Regions from separate parts of the Hordeum vulgare genome. Here region 2 is linked to region 1. A link is a contact called in public Hi-C data. All regions are on one chromosome and are shown on one strand. Each heading gives the region's core, a stretch centred on a gene start, on an enhancer-like site or on the middle of the called end of the contact. The rest is flanking DNA. Distances are from core to core; before and after follow the strand shown.

What was found. A called contact is a pair of places that touch in the nucleus more often than the background predicts.
Region 2: a contact with region 1 is called in a Hi-C map of leaf, with 5 times the contacts expected there. The contact joins the promoter of LOC123410299 here to the promoter of LOC123407848 in region 1. A contact is called at or near these places in 3 of 6 Hi-C or Micro-C datasets (all in leaf) and 1 of 1 datasets of contacts at active chromatin or transcription factors (embryo).

The regions. Positions count from the first base shown.
Region 1 is chr7H:64,606,832-64,614,409 of MorexV3_pseudomolecules_assembly, forward strand. It overlaps LOC123407848 (26S proteasome regulatory subunit 7A), which reads left to right and starts at 3,679. Exons shown (of 7, transcript XM_045101077.1): 1 at 3,679-3,849; 2 at 4,195-4,276; 3 at 4,506-4,597; 4 at 4,727-4,804; 5 at 4,888-4,949; 6 at 6,523-7,244; 7 at 7,363-7,578. The coding sequence starts at 3,763. The coding sequence ends at 7,520. LOC123409329 (pre-mRNA-splicing factor ATP-dependent RNA helicase DEAH10) reads left to right here. Exons shown (of 12, transcript XM_045102264.1): 12 at 1-294. The coding sequence ends at 107.
Region 2 is chr7H:64,854,048-64,861,625 of MorexV3_pseudomolecules_assembly, forward strand. LOC123410299 (RING-H2 finger protein ATL3-like) reads left to right here and starts at 3,265. Exons shown (of 1, transcript XM_045103219.1): 1 at 3,265-4,937. The coding sequence starts at 3,782. The coding sequence ends at 4,726.

The DNA.
Region 1 (7,578 bases), core at 2,429-4,928:
TCAACGAGCTGGTCCGGACGACGCAGAACTACGTCAAGAACCTCACCCGGATAGACCCGCTGTGGCTGGCCGAGCTCGCCCCGCAGTACTACGCCACCGAGGACTAGTTTTCCCCTCTTCTATTTACATTAACAACAATCCAAAGTAGCCTGTAGCCATAGTTCCTTGTAACGTTGGTTATGGTGGTGGCATCCTGATGATAACGCATGAACGCAATGCCAAATGATGTCGATGCCAGGCCGCTGTAAGGTGGGGAGAATCTTGATTGATTGTCTTTGCAGTTTATCATCCAAACCGGGATGTGAGACCGTGAGTCACCATCACGTTAGCATGACCAAAAAGTGAACCTAGTTTGAACAAACATAAACATGGTGAGAAATCAAAATAGCACATGGTTATGACGATGTGATGGGGTTGTCGCGCCTAGAGCTGTGGCACGTGTGCTTGGGGCTCTCATCACCAAAGAGATTTGCCACTTCCTTGCTACCTTGGACGCTTAGAGGCCATCAGGGATAAAGAAGAGTGGTTGTGCTAACTCTCGACCTGTCATTTTGAAGGAGAAATCAAACAAGTGCAGAAGCAAGAAGAGTGACGCTATAGAAAGGACGTCCATGGTTGTTTGATGGGTGGCTCTTAAACTAGCAGTCTGACGAGCTAGCAGTAGCAGCAGTACATCTTAAACTCAAAATCTGCACGCAGGGCCGCAAGAAAAGCTCAAGACTTGTGAGCCATTTGAGATCAACTTGTATTTAAGCTTGACTCGAGATTGACTTGAAAAAAAATAAGCTGAGTTTGAACACGTTATGTAGCCCGATCGAGAAATGAGCTTATATTATGCCAGTATTGGGTCGCTCGATTTTAGCTTGACTCCAGATCGACTTGAAAAAAAAACTGAGTTTGAACACTTTATGTAGCTTGATCGAGAAACAAGCTTATCTTAAGCCAGTATTGGGTCGCTCGATTTTAGCTCCATAGCATGATATATCATATAAATATATTAAATAACTTTAATGTTTATTACAAAGAACTAGGATCATTCATTGCCATATATGTTGTGTACGATTTTTCCTACATTTTACCTACTAGCGAACATGGAAATAAACCGTGAGGAAATTTTAGCCTCAATAAGACATGTGGTCAGCCGTGTGTTCAATATCTTGTTAGTTCATCCACAACCTATGTTGTTTTATATTTTGCCTTAAATAGTTTAAAAAACCATCTTATTTGACTCGAAACTTGATGGAGATCGACTCAAGATCATTACAAGCTGAGCACGAGCCACTTTCTACATCGCAACCTTGAGCTTCACACATTTTGAGTTTGCTCGAATTTTAGTACTCCCTCCGTCCGGAAATACTTATCATAAAAATGGATGTATCTAGATGTATTTTAGTTCTAGATACATCCATTTTTATTCATTTATGTGACAAGCAATTCCGGACGGAGGGAGTATGAGCTGAGCTGAGCCTAGGCCAACTCGCTTAAACTCGACTCATTTGCGACCTATATGGAGAGTGATAGCAAACAACTTTGGCTACAAATTGATGTAGTGGACCGACTCAGAGATCAAAATTTCCGAGCCGTCTGATTCTTATCGCATGACGCATGACCATGGCTTCAAAGCTGGCCAAACGGGCTGGGCCAACCAGGGCGACCTATGAGCATGCCGACACGGCCCACCATTGGCCAAGCACGACACATGCTAAACGGGTCGTGTCTGGGCTTGGAGGTTAGCCATGCGGGCCGACACGAGACGACCCGTTTTAAAAAAAAACATATAAATATACATGTCCTATATAAATACCTAATACTCTAATATGTTCAATATTTTTGTAGTGGTTGCATATTATTGTAGTGGTTGGGATATGAGTAGTTGTACCGTTGTAGTGTAGTCTTGGTATTTTTTTAAATCTTTTTTCATTCTAGAGCATCTTTTGTATTTTTTTTACTTCTTTGAGATGGAAAATTCTAATGATGTACTCCCTTCATTTTTAAATATAGAATTTTATAAAGATTACACTATAAACTACATACGAAGTAAAATGATTGAATCTAAACTTTAAATATGTCTATGTACATCCGTATCTAGTTCATAGTGGAATATCTAAAATGTCTTATATTTAGAAACGAAGGGAGTAAGTGCTAATAAAACTTTAAATTTATCCCAAATAATAATTCACAGAATGTTTTTCAATTTTCAACATTTGTTTGTTTTTTTCTCCTATTTTTCTAAGGTATTCATGAAAATAAAACGTGCCCGCATGTGCCTCAGGCCGCGTTCGAATTCCCTCCGCTTGGCGACTCCGCGCCGGAGTGGAGTGACGTTCAGTTACAGTTTATGGAGCCAGGGCCGGCCCTGGGGAGGGACAAGAAGTGCGACGCCCTAGGGCCCAGCCTAATGAGGGGCCCCAACTTGTGTGATACGTAACTACGTATGATATACTATACAACCCATTGTTTTATTGCTCAACCAATCATTTCTTCTCAGTAGAATAGAAGTACTACCATACTCAGCACATGGATCGTGAGAGTAGCCAGCTTCAAGTTTCATCGATCTAGAGGATGTTTGGATCCAAGGGATTAAAACTAGCCTGACTAAAAATAGTCTCTTTAAAAGGCTAAAGTTTCAAGTACCCCTCACTAAAGAGGGGCTAAAATAGTCTTGAGACTGAATTTTTTTAGTCAGGGGTACCCCTACTAAATGTGGATTAGTCATCTCTCTCCTTATTTAACTCCTCTCCTTTAACACATGCAAGTTCTGGATTGGAGGGTTTGAAGGATAATAAATGCTCATTAACTTGATTTTAGTCTCTTTAGTATTTGGATTCAAACATGAGTGAGGCTAGCAAGTTTTAGTCCCACTACTTTTAGTCATGTGACTAAAACGTATCCAAACACCCTCCTAATAACCAGCCACAGGCGCTGTTTCTTCTCCCCTCGTCTCTCTTCTCGTTCTCCGTTATGCTCCTTTTTCGAAGCACCTAGCCCTGATTATGACTGGTTCCTTTGATTACCCGTAATTTTTTCATCGTTACCAGTACCTTATGGATTTCTCTTTTTTTTTCTACAGCTCCCTCCATATATATAAGTACACCCATCCTATGAGCTCCCTACATTTGTTCAGTCTGTTTTCTATTTGATCTCTGTATTGCTAATTTAATTTTGGCTCTTCCAACGATTCAGGTGTCCTCCCTCCTTTCCAGTATACTATAACCTAATCCGTTGTTTGTCAAGAATTTTACCATGTCCATGTCCATGTCCATTGTGTATTATGCGACCGTATTTGCTAATAAATTCTTAGTACCATTATTTAGTTGTTGAAATCACATAAAATTTTGTGATATAATTCTGTTCAAATGAAATTATTCACTATGTATGTCTTTATAGGCCCAGTTTTCAAGTTCGCGCCGGGCCTCGGAAAACTCAGGACCGAGGAGCTGGTTAAAGTGCGCTCCGCACGCTCCGCTTCAGAAGCGTTGTCGAACAGCCACTAAGCGTGCCGCGGGCCGGGCCATTTACCTCCCGTGCCGCGTGCTTGGGCTGCTGCGTGCAGCCCGTGGGCCGTCACGGCACGGCCAGGCTATTAATCGTGCCCTGGCGGGCCGTCCCGTGCTGGGCCGACCCGTTTGGACAGCTTTGCGAAGAAAGGGACTGAGAGTAGGAGAAGGGAAAAACGAACGCCCGTCATATAACTGAGCAGCACTCGACAGACCGACCCCGCCGCCGCTCGCCGTCGCCGGAGGAGGAACAGGAGCCAACGCGATGGCGCCGGAGCCAGAAGACGATCTCATGAGCGAGAAGAACCCCAGGCCTCTCGACGAGGACGACATCGCCCTCCTCAAGACCTACGTAAGCGCCTCCCTCCCTCCCCCCACACCGGACCGATCTGTCCCGCGCGTCTAGGCCGGAGCCCTCGGCGCCAAGGGTTCGGCTTTTCAGCGTTGGGCTGCTGCTCGGCGTAGATCTAGGGTTTTCGACTCTGCCGTGTGTATTCGGCGGAAACTGTTGGCCCTGCGGCTCGTGTCGTTGCGATTTCTGTGCGGGGAGGTGGATTTTTTTTTTAAACACGGGAGAAGAATGTCTGGTTTGGATTCTCGTGCTGTACAGCGAGATGCATGTGCTGCTTGTTGAATTGTACCATGTCGATTTGGGTGCAATTTTCTAATGTTTGGATGGATGGCTTGCTTTCTACAGGGGCTTGGACCCTACTCGAACAGCATCAAGAAGGTCGAGAAGGATATAAAGGAGATGGCCAAGAAGATCAACGACCTGTGCGGTACGTGCGTCCACATCGATGTCCTCTGACCAGTGACCAGACCACCCCTTGATCCTGGGACTAGGGTTAGGAATAGGATGATCAAACATATACAATTGCATTCCCAAGTTCTCACCGGTTTTGGCTAGTCTGATTGCTGCCTGTACCAGTTTTCCGGTTCTAAGTGCCTCTTGGCGATTCCACCTTGTTGCATTGGATCTAGCTCATTTCACGTTTAATTTGATTGCAGGGATAAAGGAGTCTGATACTGGATTGGCTCCACCAAGTCAGTGGGATCTTGTATCAGATAAACAGATGATGCAAGAGGAGCAGCCACTGCAGGTGAATTAGCATGATGTCCGCTTTAACCTTCCGCAGAATGCATAGAATTAGTGGTTTTGTTGTGACCTTTGTGCTTTATCATCTCCTCCACTGTGAATTATTAATAGTCAAATAAAATCTGTTGTGAAGGTTGCTAGATGCACGAAGATTATAAGTCCCAATACTGATGATGCCAAATATGTCATCAATGTTAAACAAATCGCAAAGGTATGTCAGTGTTCTGCCATCTTAGGCCAGTCATATCTTCTGGAGGTTGAATATTGATGATGTTTACTTTGGGGATATTGCAGTTTGTGGTCGGCTTAGGTGATAAAGTTTCCCCCACTGATATCGAGGAAGGGATGAGAGTTGGGTAAGTTGTCTGTTCTCTCTAATGAGTACTTATATGGCATCTTCCATTTGGCTGCTTTCAGAAAACTTTCTGTACCTGATTTATGCTTCGTGTCAACACCTACCCTTAGCTGTAAGGGCGAACTCCTTTTTAGTGGAAATCTGGAATTAAGTTGTTAATAACAATAGTTTTGAGTGCTAAGCCACATCCTGATAATGCAACAGGTGCTGTGGTTCTATTGCTGCAAGGGTTCATATTATGTTTTTTTACAGCAAGGGTTCATATTATGTTGTGCTTTGTGTCGACACTTTTCAGTTGACATATAGATTCTGAGCAGTTTGATTTTTAACAAGACTGAATAATCTATACCTACTAATAAAAGAAATAGGTATTCTTAGTCCGTCATGTTATTTTATGGAAAACCCCCTGATGTTTTTTACATTAAATCTATAATACATATTAAATATTTTAAAAAATACTCATATCTTCTAAACCGCAACTCCAAATTTAACATGTTATATATGGATTTTGATTAGAAAAATATGTAGAATTTGAATATGCATATTTTTTTAAAAATACTCATATCTTCTAAACCGCAACTCCAAATTTAACATGTTATATATGGATTTAGATTAGAAAAATATGTAGAATGTGAATATGATGTTATTTTACCTATTAATCATTTTAAAAATATTATCTAGGATGCAATCTTAATCAATAATGCATTATCCGTCTTCCTTTCATACTGGTACTGATTTGGATTGTGGATGAACATCTCGGCAAAATCAGGATTAGAGACGAAATTGAAGATCATTTGACCGTTTCTTTCTACGTATTAAATCTACATGCAAGCTTATTTAAAAGGAAGACCTGTGAAATCTTGAACTGCGTTTTTGTAGGCTAAAATCGTCTTTGTTCGGGTCGTAGCTACAAATACTCAAATTTTAGACCACTTTTTATAAATTAAGAGTGTGTGGTATTGCTTTTTCCCGTTGCAACGCACGGGTCCTTTTCCTAGTAATGATAATAGATTTAAGGGTAAGGCTAACAGCACTGGTATGTAAAAAAGACAAGTACTACTTCTCACTGAGCATCTTTAACATAAATCTCAAACTGAACTGTAGATGTTATTCAGCACTAGGATTTGGCATGCCACACTAAAAAAGCCAGCAACAAGTTTTGCGTTTTCTCTTCTAGCAGCAAGGAGCGGGGGCAATAGTATGTTTCTGTACGTTTTCCTTTTACAACTTGAGAGCGTAATTGCATATGTTGGTCTGTATATCTGTGTATAACATGGCAACATAAGGCCACTAAAATTGGCTATGTTTTAGTCTGAGGCTGTTTGTATGAGTGCATATGTTTAGGGTAGGATGCTTGAGCACAAGGTGAGACACATAAGATAGCCATACATTCTTCCAGAAATGTATGATTCGTAACTGGTGTTATGTACCATTGTCGTGCTTTACGCTCGTTCTATTCTTATTGGTTCATATATAGGATCACCAAAGTTTGTTGCATAATACATCTTATTGTGCTTGACTTGTTTTTGAATTAGTTGCATTATATGTTGATTCTCCTCCTGTGTATTATGCAGGGTTGATCGAAACAAGTACCAGATACAAATCCCTTTGCCACCCAAGATTGATCCTAGTGTTACAATGATGACAGTTGAAGAAAAGCCGGATGTGACATATAATGATGTTGGTGGCTGTAAGGATCAGATTGAGAAGATGCGGGAGGTTGTGGAGCTTCCTATGCTCCATCCCGAGAAGTTTGTCAAGCTGGGTATTGATCCTCCAAAGGGAGTACTTTGCTATGGCCCTCCAGGAACTGGAAAGACACTTCTTGCCAGGGCAGTGGCTAATCGCACAGACGCATGTTTTATCCGCGTGATAGGAAGCGAGTTAGTTCAGAAGTATGTTGGTGAAGGGGCAAGGATGGTTCGTGAACTCTTCCAGATGGCTCGGTCAAAGAAGGCATGCATTGTCTTCTTTGACGAGGTTGATGCCATTGGTGGTGCTCGCTTTGACGACGGTGCTGGTGGTGACAACGAGGTCCAGCGCACCATGCTCGAGATTGTCAATCAGCTGGATGGTTTTGATGCGAGAGGAAACATCAAGGTCCTCATGGCTACCAACAGGCCTGATACGTTGGACCCGGCACTGTTGCGTCCAGGGCGGTTGGACAGGAAGGTCGAGTTTGGCTTGCCTGATCTGGAGGGCCGCACCCAGATCTTCAAGATCCACACCCGCGCGATGAACTGCGAGCGGGACATCCGGTTTGAGCTGCTGGCTCGCCTCTGCCCCAACTCCACTGGTAAGAGTCTAGTATTCTGGCATGGCACGAGTCCCACATGATCTGATCCCATGCCTTGTGTGTCATGAGCAACAGTCTTCTCATGTATCCCTGTCTGTCTCTTTGTGTGTCGCAACAGGTGCCGATATCCGGAGTGTGTGCACAGAGGCTGGCATGTACGCTATCCGCGCGCGGAGGAAAACTGTCACGGAGAAGGATTTCTTGGACGCAGTCAACAAGGTCATTAAAGGTTATCAAAAGTTCAGCGCCACGCCGAAGTACATGGTCTATAACTAGATAGCGCGACGTTAGCTCCCTGTGTGTCTGCCACTGGGGCCTTCTTCTAGGGGATTGT
Region 2 (7,578 bases), core at 2,015-4,514, 250 kb after region 1:
TTATTCGTGACCATCACGGAGCCTTCCTAGCTGCTACCTGCCACCACTTCTCACACATTGTTGACCCTGCATTGGCTGAGATTTTAGCATGTAAAAGGGCTCTTCAAGTGGCGACTGAGGTCAATGCTATGAGGGTGCACGTTGAGCTGGATGCGAAGGAGGGGGTGGATATGCTGAACCAGCCTCATAGGGTTCTCTCTGCGATCGGACCATGGATCGAGGAGATAAAAACAACATTTGGGATGTTTGAGGATGTGAAGATCTCATGGGCTCGGCGATCGGCGAATGGTGCTGCACATAAGTTAGCTAAAGTCGGGGTAGGCGATAAGGCTGCCCGTAATGGAAGTATCAGGCTGCTCATAGTGGAGAGTAACATATAGTAGTATCATGTATATGTTATTATTGTATGATACACCTTCATAGTGCATAGTAACATAAACTAGTATCATAGGTGATCTCATTTATTGACATGCATGACAAATAGTAGCATAGCATTTAACATGTTACGGTATGTACCTATGTTACTCTAATCCTCTCTCTCTTCTTTAATTACTTGCCACATCACCATGTTTGCTAGTCCCAAGACTCTGTTACTAGCTATGTTACCCCACTATGGCCAGCCTCATTGCAAGTATCATGCATACCAACTAGGCTTCAATACGGTGGCATAGAATTAAATGAAGAAAAAGATGGTTGAGTATCATATCATGATATTGTATCATATTAAATGATATGCTATTATGTGTCTTGCATAACAATAAATGAACTACTTTATGATACAAACATATGATATTATGCATTATGGATGTGTTATCATAGACTAGTATCATATGCATGATACTAGTATATGATACTACCCATTACAACCAGCCTAAGTTATGTAAGGTTTGGTTGGGGGTTCCCCAAACTCTATTCTGGATGTTATTTCGGATGAAATTCCGACAAACCACGATTAAATAAAGCGGCAGCATTTCATCTCAAAAAAAAAATCCCCATACTGTAGAGCGGCAGAGATGATGTCCGTTGCCTTTAAAACACCATCAAGCGATTGCGCCGCACCACACGGACCACGACCCCTGTCATTTACGTGGGTTCACAGTGCAACGGACGGGGTCAGCACGTTGCTGCCTGCCTGGTCGCGGCCCCGCTATGGTAGTGGTACTACACCACCGAGTTTTTCTCCGCTCGATTTCTCACTATCCGGTACAACATTCAAACGACTAACCACCCGCCCGTTCACCGTGCATTCAATCACAGAGCCGTTGTTGATCCGTTGCGAAATTAATTGACTCCAGCAATCATAGCGTTTACTTGCCGTTAGGAATTTGGTTTTAGATTTCCATTTTTTTTAGTATCAAAGATCCCGATTGAAACACAAGATATTTTGAATACATAATGAGGGGATAAAAAATCAAGTCTTACACAACTTATTCGGCCGTCCTTTCCTGGCTAGGGCATGCGTTGCATGATTCGCGCACCGCCTAGCCTAAATCACCCTAAAATCATCTTCTTGACAGAATTAACACCAGGGGCTTGCTACAAAGGAAATCTTTCCAACTATCCAATTGCTATACAGTGTCCTATGCAATATTGCCTCTACTCTTTGTTGGTACCGTGTATTGTTCTACGACTTGACAGTGTTTTATTAGAAAAAACCACCATCGCGACGGAAATACGTAGGGGCACACGCCATGCCAAGCCGTGTCCGGACGCTCGATCGCCCCTCATTACAACTTCATCCATTGGATAAAAACTTATCTCGGCATTCAATTGTGTTAAAATAAAGACCAGGGGTTCCTGATGCAAGACATTGTCATTTTCTCCGGTGCAATTACTATTACTAGCCAAAATGTGCACCACCATATTAGGACAATGCACAAACTTAACATTAGCAAAAACCCAACAAAAGGTAAGTGTATGCCTAAAGAGTGTTTGTTGTCCCGTGTATCTTACAAATTGATAAGCATTTCCATCTATGACAAATGTTTTCTCACCATCCAGGCTTTGCCATGGATATTTTGATATTGAGTTGATGGGAAACTTAGGTTCTTCGAAATGGACTAATTCTCAAAAAAGAAAATTCCACTGTTAGTTAATGCAATACAACGCTAAAATAAGATCTCAAGCTAGTTCTACAGAGTATAAAACATACTTCCGTAAATAGTATTCCATTTGTTTCTAAATACTTGTTGTTGGGAAGAACAACCGAACATTTAGCTGAGTATTTCTGAAATATTTGTTGTTTCAATCTAGCACATGGCAGACATGTTCGGCTGTTACAACCTCATGATATTGTAACTATGGTTCACATGTCTTCTGAGATGCTGCAAGCCTTCTTTCCGTAATTTTAAACACATGAATAAATGATACTTCCTCTGTTTTTAGATACTTATTGTTGAGAAGAATTAAACACAATAAATATTATGATACAAAGGGATTGTTTGTTTAATACAGGATAACATGCACATAAGTCTATTATGAGGATAACGGCTATGCAAATTATTATTATTTACGAAAAACGGTTATGCAATTTTAAAGGTACTCATTGTCAAAAGAGTAGGCTTTTATCCCTGCCTTCAGCTACGGCCTACGGTAACTTACCCTAAAAGGTTGTGCTGCAGCGTGACGACTCAACCACACGACGCACGCTTTCACTGCACAAGCCATTTCGGCATCAACACAACATATGTACATCGCTCCATGAAATGCAGTATACTAGAATTTCTAAAAGCATTTTCCTTAATTAATAAAAATGGCAGCCCTTTTACCTTGAAAAAAAAAGACTCGAACATAAGATTTGATGCTCTTGGCTTGAGTTAGTTCTTAGTCGGCACACGGCCGAGCGTGCATAGCTCATATCTGACGCATGCCGAGATGAATTCCAAAACGTATACACTTAACTGACTGTTTGACTAAGATTTTGATATGCTTATTGTAGTCTATATATATACTACTCCGTCCCAAAATTCTTGTCTTAGAATTGTCTAGATATAAATGTATCTAGTTACGTTTTCATATTTTGATACATCTATTTTTAGACAAATTTAAGATAAGAATTTTAGGGCGGAGGGAGTATATATATACTCCCTTCGTTCCTAAATATAAGTCTTTCTAAGAGTTTCATTAGTGGACTACATATGGATGTATATAGATATATATTAGGGTATAGACTCACTCATTTTGCTTCGTATGTAGACACCTAGTAAAATATCTTAAAAGACTTATATTTAGGTACGGAGGGAGTACACACGGACGGCCCGTGCAAAAGATGTGCAATGGCTTTGTACATTCGCAGGAAGGCGATGGTGGAAGCCACATTGACCGTGACCGGCGAGGTCAGGTCAGTCAGTCGCCGGCGAAATATACCCAGTTTCCTGCACTGCCCTTACTGCGGCGGCGGCGGCTGCCCGCGCGCCCGCCAGTTGGATGCTTCCCGGAGGCCGCCGGCGAGAACAGAAGGCCACCGTCGAAACGGCCCAGTCAAACCCCGCGACCCCACAACTTGACAAAGTCCACCTCCCCTCCTCATTCCCAGCCCCCTCCACAGGATCCTCTACGCCACCACGGCCCTTCACCAACCAGAGGAACACACGGCCCAGCCGCAGAAGATCCCACCACGGGGATCAGCTAGCAGCCTTCAAATACCGTGCCACCACGGGCGGCCTCCTCCATTGCTTGCTCCTCTCCTCTCCCCTTCTTCCTCCTCTCTCCGTTGCCAGAGCGTCGTCACCCAGCCATCTTCGCCGGGAAACGGGAATCACTTGTTGTTGAGACGGGCAGGATGTCTTCGCCTCCGACGGTGTCTGGAGCGGCGGCGGACGCGGCGACGGCGGGCGCGCCGGCGCAGCTGGCCATCAGCAACGGGGTGCTGCTGGCGGCGGTGATCTTCCTCTTCATGGTGGTCGTCTTCGTCTTCCTCCTCTACCTCTACGCCAAGCGCTTCCTGGGGGCCAACCCCATGCTCCACGGCGCCGGAACGGCCTCCTCGCGCTTCATCTTCGTCGGCGACTCCCCGTTCCCGCGCCGCGGCCTGCCGGCCTCCGTCCTATCGTCCCTCCCCGTCGCCGTCTACGGCGGCGGCGCCTCGCCCAAGACCCCCGGAGGCCAGGGGAGGAGGAGCGGCCGCGACGCGCTCGAGTGCGCCGTGTGCCTCTCGGAGGTGGCCGACGGCGAGAAGGTGCGGACGCTGCCCAAGTGCGCCCACCGCTTCCACGTCGACTGCATCGACATGTGGTTCCACTCCCACGACACCTGCCCGCTCTGCCGCGCCCCCGTCGGCCCCGACGCCGCCGACGGGCTCCCCCGCCTGCCGCGCGAGGACCACGCCACGCCGGAGTTCCCCACCAACGTCCTCTTCTGGGGCACCCACGACGACGTCACCAACGGCGGCCTCGGGGGGATGCCGCCGCCGCCGCCGCCAGCCCCAACGCCCCCGATCGCCGCCGCCTCCACCAGCTCCTCCGCCTCCGGGCGCAGGAAGGAGAACCTGGTGATCGATATCCCATCCCGGGCAACGGCGGTGGGCGCGGCCTCGTCCCCGGCCACGCCGCTGCCGGCGAGCGACCTCCGATCCCCGATGTCCGCCCGGCTCCGCTCGCTCCGCCGGCTCCTGAGCAGGGGCAAGCAGGCCGTGGTGGGCGCAACGTCCTCCTCCAGCCCGCGCGACATCGAGCAGGGCCTCGGCGCCGGGCGCCCGCCCAAGACGCCGCCTCCGTCGTCGAACTGATCCATCCGGCGTGGCTCTCTGACGCATTGGCTCGCCTCGCCGATCACCGGAGAGTCCATACATACATGTGTTCATTCTTTCTTCTTCCCTTGCTTCAATTTCTTTTGTCTTTCTCTCTTTCCGCCAAGGATTTTGGCCAGCAATTCTGATGTAAACAAAGGGATGTTTCGCATTGGTGCCACTGATTGGTTATTGACGTTGGTTGATGAAATTGATAAGCTTTGCTCGTACATACCGGGTTGAAACAGATTTAGGCCCTGTTTGGAACCATTCAGATTATATAATTCAGTTTTTATAATCTATTATGTTTTCAAACAGGACATCTTATGGTGTAGATTATAAAAACAAGATGGATAGATTATTAAAAACTCATAATCTACCCTATATCAGTTAAAATCAGATTATGAATTGCTAATGATCCATTACCCTTATAAAGTTGGAGATAATTACATTCCTACCACCGCCACCCTTCTCTTTTTTCAAAAAAAAAGAAAAACTGAGGGCAGGTTATTATGCAATGTAAAACCTGTATTACAGTTTATATAATCTGGCCTCCAAACATGTCCATCTAGATTATTTTTATAAACCAGATTATATAATCTATCTTCATAGTCCAGATTATCATAACCTATTATGGTTCCAAACAGCGTTTTCAGTTGAACTCTGCTTCTTCAGGCATATATGAATATGATCAGTTGAACTTTGTTTCTGACTGACTGACTGACTGTACATATGATTAGACAAGAAATTACGACCGAGTTAGTTCTGCAGCCGGAAGTCGTGAACCACATTGGACAATGGAGAAAAGGAGTAACAAGCAAGGACACACCAAATGCGCTTGCGCCGAACGACTGACAGAGGCCGGCCTATCTTTGTTCGAAAACAAATATTCAACCGTGGATTGACCAGAAAAACCAAGTGTGCAAGCGACAACCTCTGCGCTTTCTCGGCAAAGAGTTGGTTTCTGCTGACAAAGAGTTGGTTTAGAACCCCTTTCCGCATCTGCATACCCCACCCGGCCGCGTGAGGAAAGCAACTAAACTAGACTCGGCACCTGCAGCTGGCCAAAGGCGTGTCACAAGTTCCAGTGCCTTGAAGCATCGCCTCTTCCCAAATCCCAAGCCTAAAAATTCGAAATTCCGAACCAGTTTGTTTCCGAGCTTCAAACACTGCGATGACAGGGTGAAAAGTTTACCGGTAGCTTGTCGTTTCGAAGTTTCTTCCGTCCATCGGAGCAGTTCTCTTTCTTTACCCGTTTGTTTGAGCTTTGCCGATCAAACACGCCACGGTGACCGCGTGTTGACGGTTGACACGAGGGACGCGCAGGGGGGGGTACAATACTTTGACTTTTTTACTTAGATTAATCAAATCACATACACACGTCCTGGTTAAGTGGTTATGCTTCACTTGTTTATGAACCTCTTCTTTTTTCTAAGACAAGTTGCACTTGAGGATGGATGAACTAAAATCTATAATCTTACATGCATGCATTACTGCTCAGCATGCCTCTTTCCGGGCAACAAGCACATACATACAAGATTTTTTCTAATACAAGTTGGTTTCATAAACTTGTCTAGGAAGTAGTAGTAGTAGCACACGTTCGGGCATTACCGCCCTGCATTTCCCGGCAACGAACGAGCACCCGGTCTATGAAATTAAACATGTGTTGTATATCTATATACTAGTACTACATCGTCATTGTATATGCAGTTCTAATGTGCTTGGGATGATTGCGTGGTTAAGTCGTGCGATCCAATCTCTTGGAATGATTAGGGTTGCCGCGATTAGTCGTGTCTCGCGCAGCCATAGTGGATTCGAGGCATCCCGTCCCATCGAATGGAAAAGGTCAGAGTGCTTCCGCGGGCGGCTAAATCCCCGATCCTCAGGCATTGTTTGGTACTAGTGTTTTGAGGAAATTGACGGGGATAATCCTCTAAGGATTGGATGAAACCCCAACCTTTACCCAATCCCTTCAAATCTCCATTTATCCCCAATACACTAGGTAGGGGTAATGTATTGGGTATTAAGAAAAATGCACTATAATTTAGGGATTTGAGAGGAAATGTGGGGATAAAACATGTCAAATACACTAGAACCAAATAATGTTATAGGATGTGTGGTAATTTAGGGGTTTGACCGGGATAATCTTCATAAATTCCCTAAAATACACTAGTACCAAACAAGGCCTCAACGAGGGCTAGGTCCCCTCCGGCATCACTTTCTGAAGCTTCCTTGCCGTTTCTACGTGCTTAGGCTGTCGTGTCTACGTAGTCCTCCCCCTCGATCCATCCATCCATCCCCGAGTGGATAACCTACGTGTGAGCAGAGTTTTGATACTTAGTGTATAATATCCTTTAAGCAGATTGACCCCGATACATTTTGCCACGTTCGTTATGATTAGCTGCCGATGATCCGGGTGTAGCGTGGCAGTAGTGTGTGGTTCTCTGCTGTATCTCGTAACTCGACATGCGTGCGTGAGATCAATTCTGGGCCGGTCGGTGGCGACGGGCACGCGCGACGCCGGTCCCCGGCGGCGGCGGCGGCACCGCTCCCTCGTGGGGGACGTGCGCAGAGCAGAGAGGGGTTGGGGTTGGAGGACCCTAGCGCGCGCGTAGGGCAGGCGGTAGCAACGGCCCGATCCGTGGACTGGAGGTCCGTGCGGCGCGGCACGTCGTACGCGGACGCAAGCAACAATGGCGGTGGCGGTGGGGGTGCGTGCGCGCGGATCCGCCGTTTGCGCTGCCGTGGGAGCGCCGCGGAGGGGGGCCGTGCCGTGCCGTGCCGTGGCATGCGCGGCGGGAGCGGAGGGCGTGAGGTGAGGGAGTTTTCGTTGGATCCCGCGCTGCGCGCGT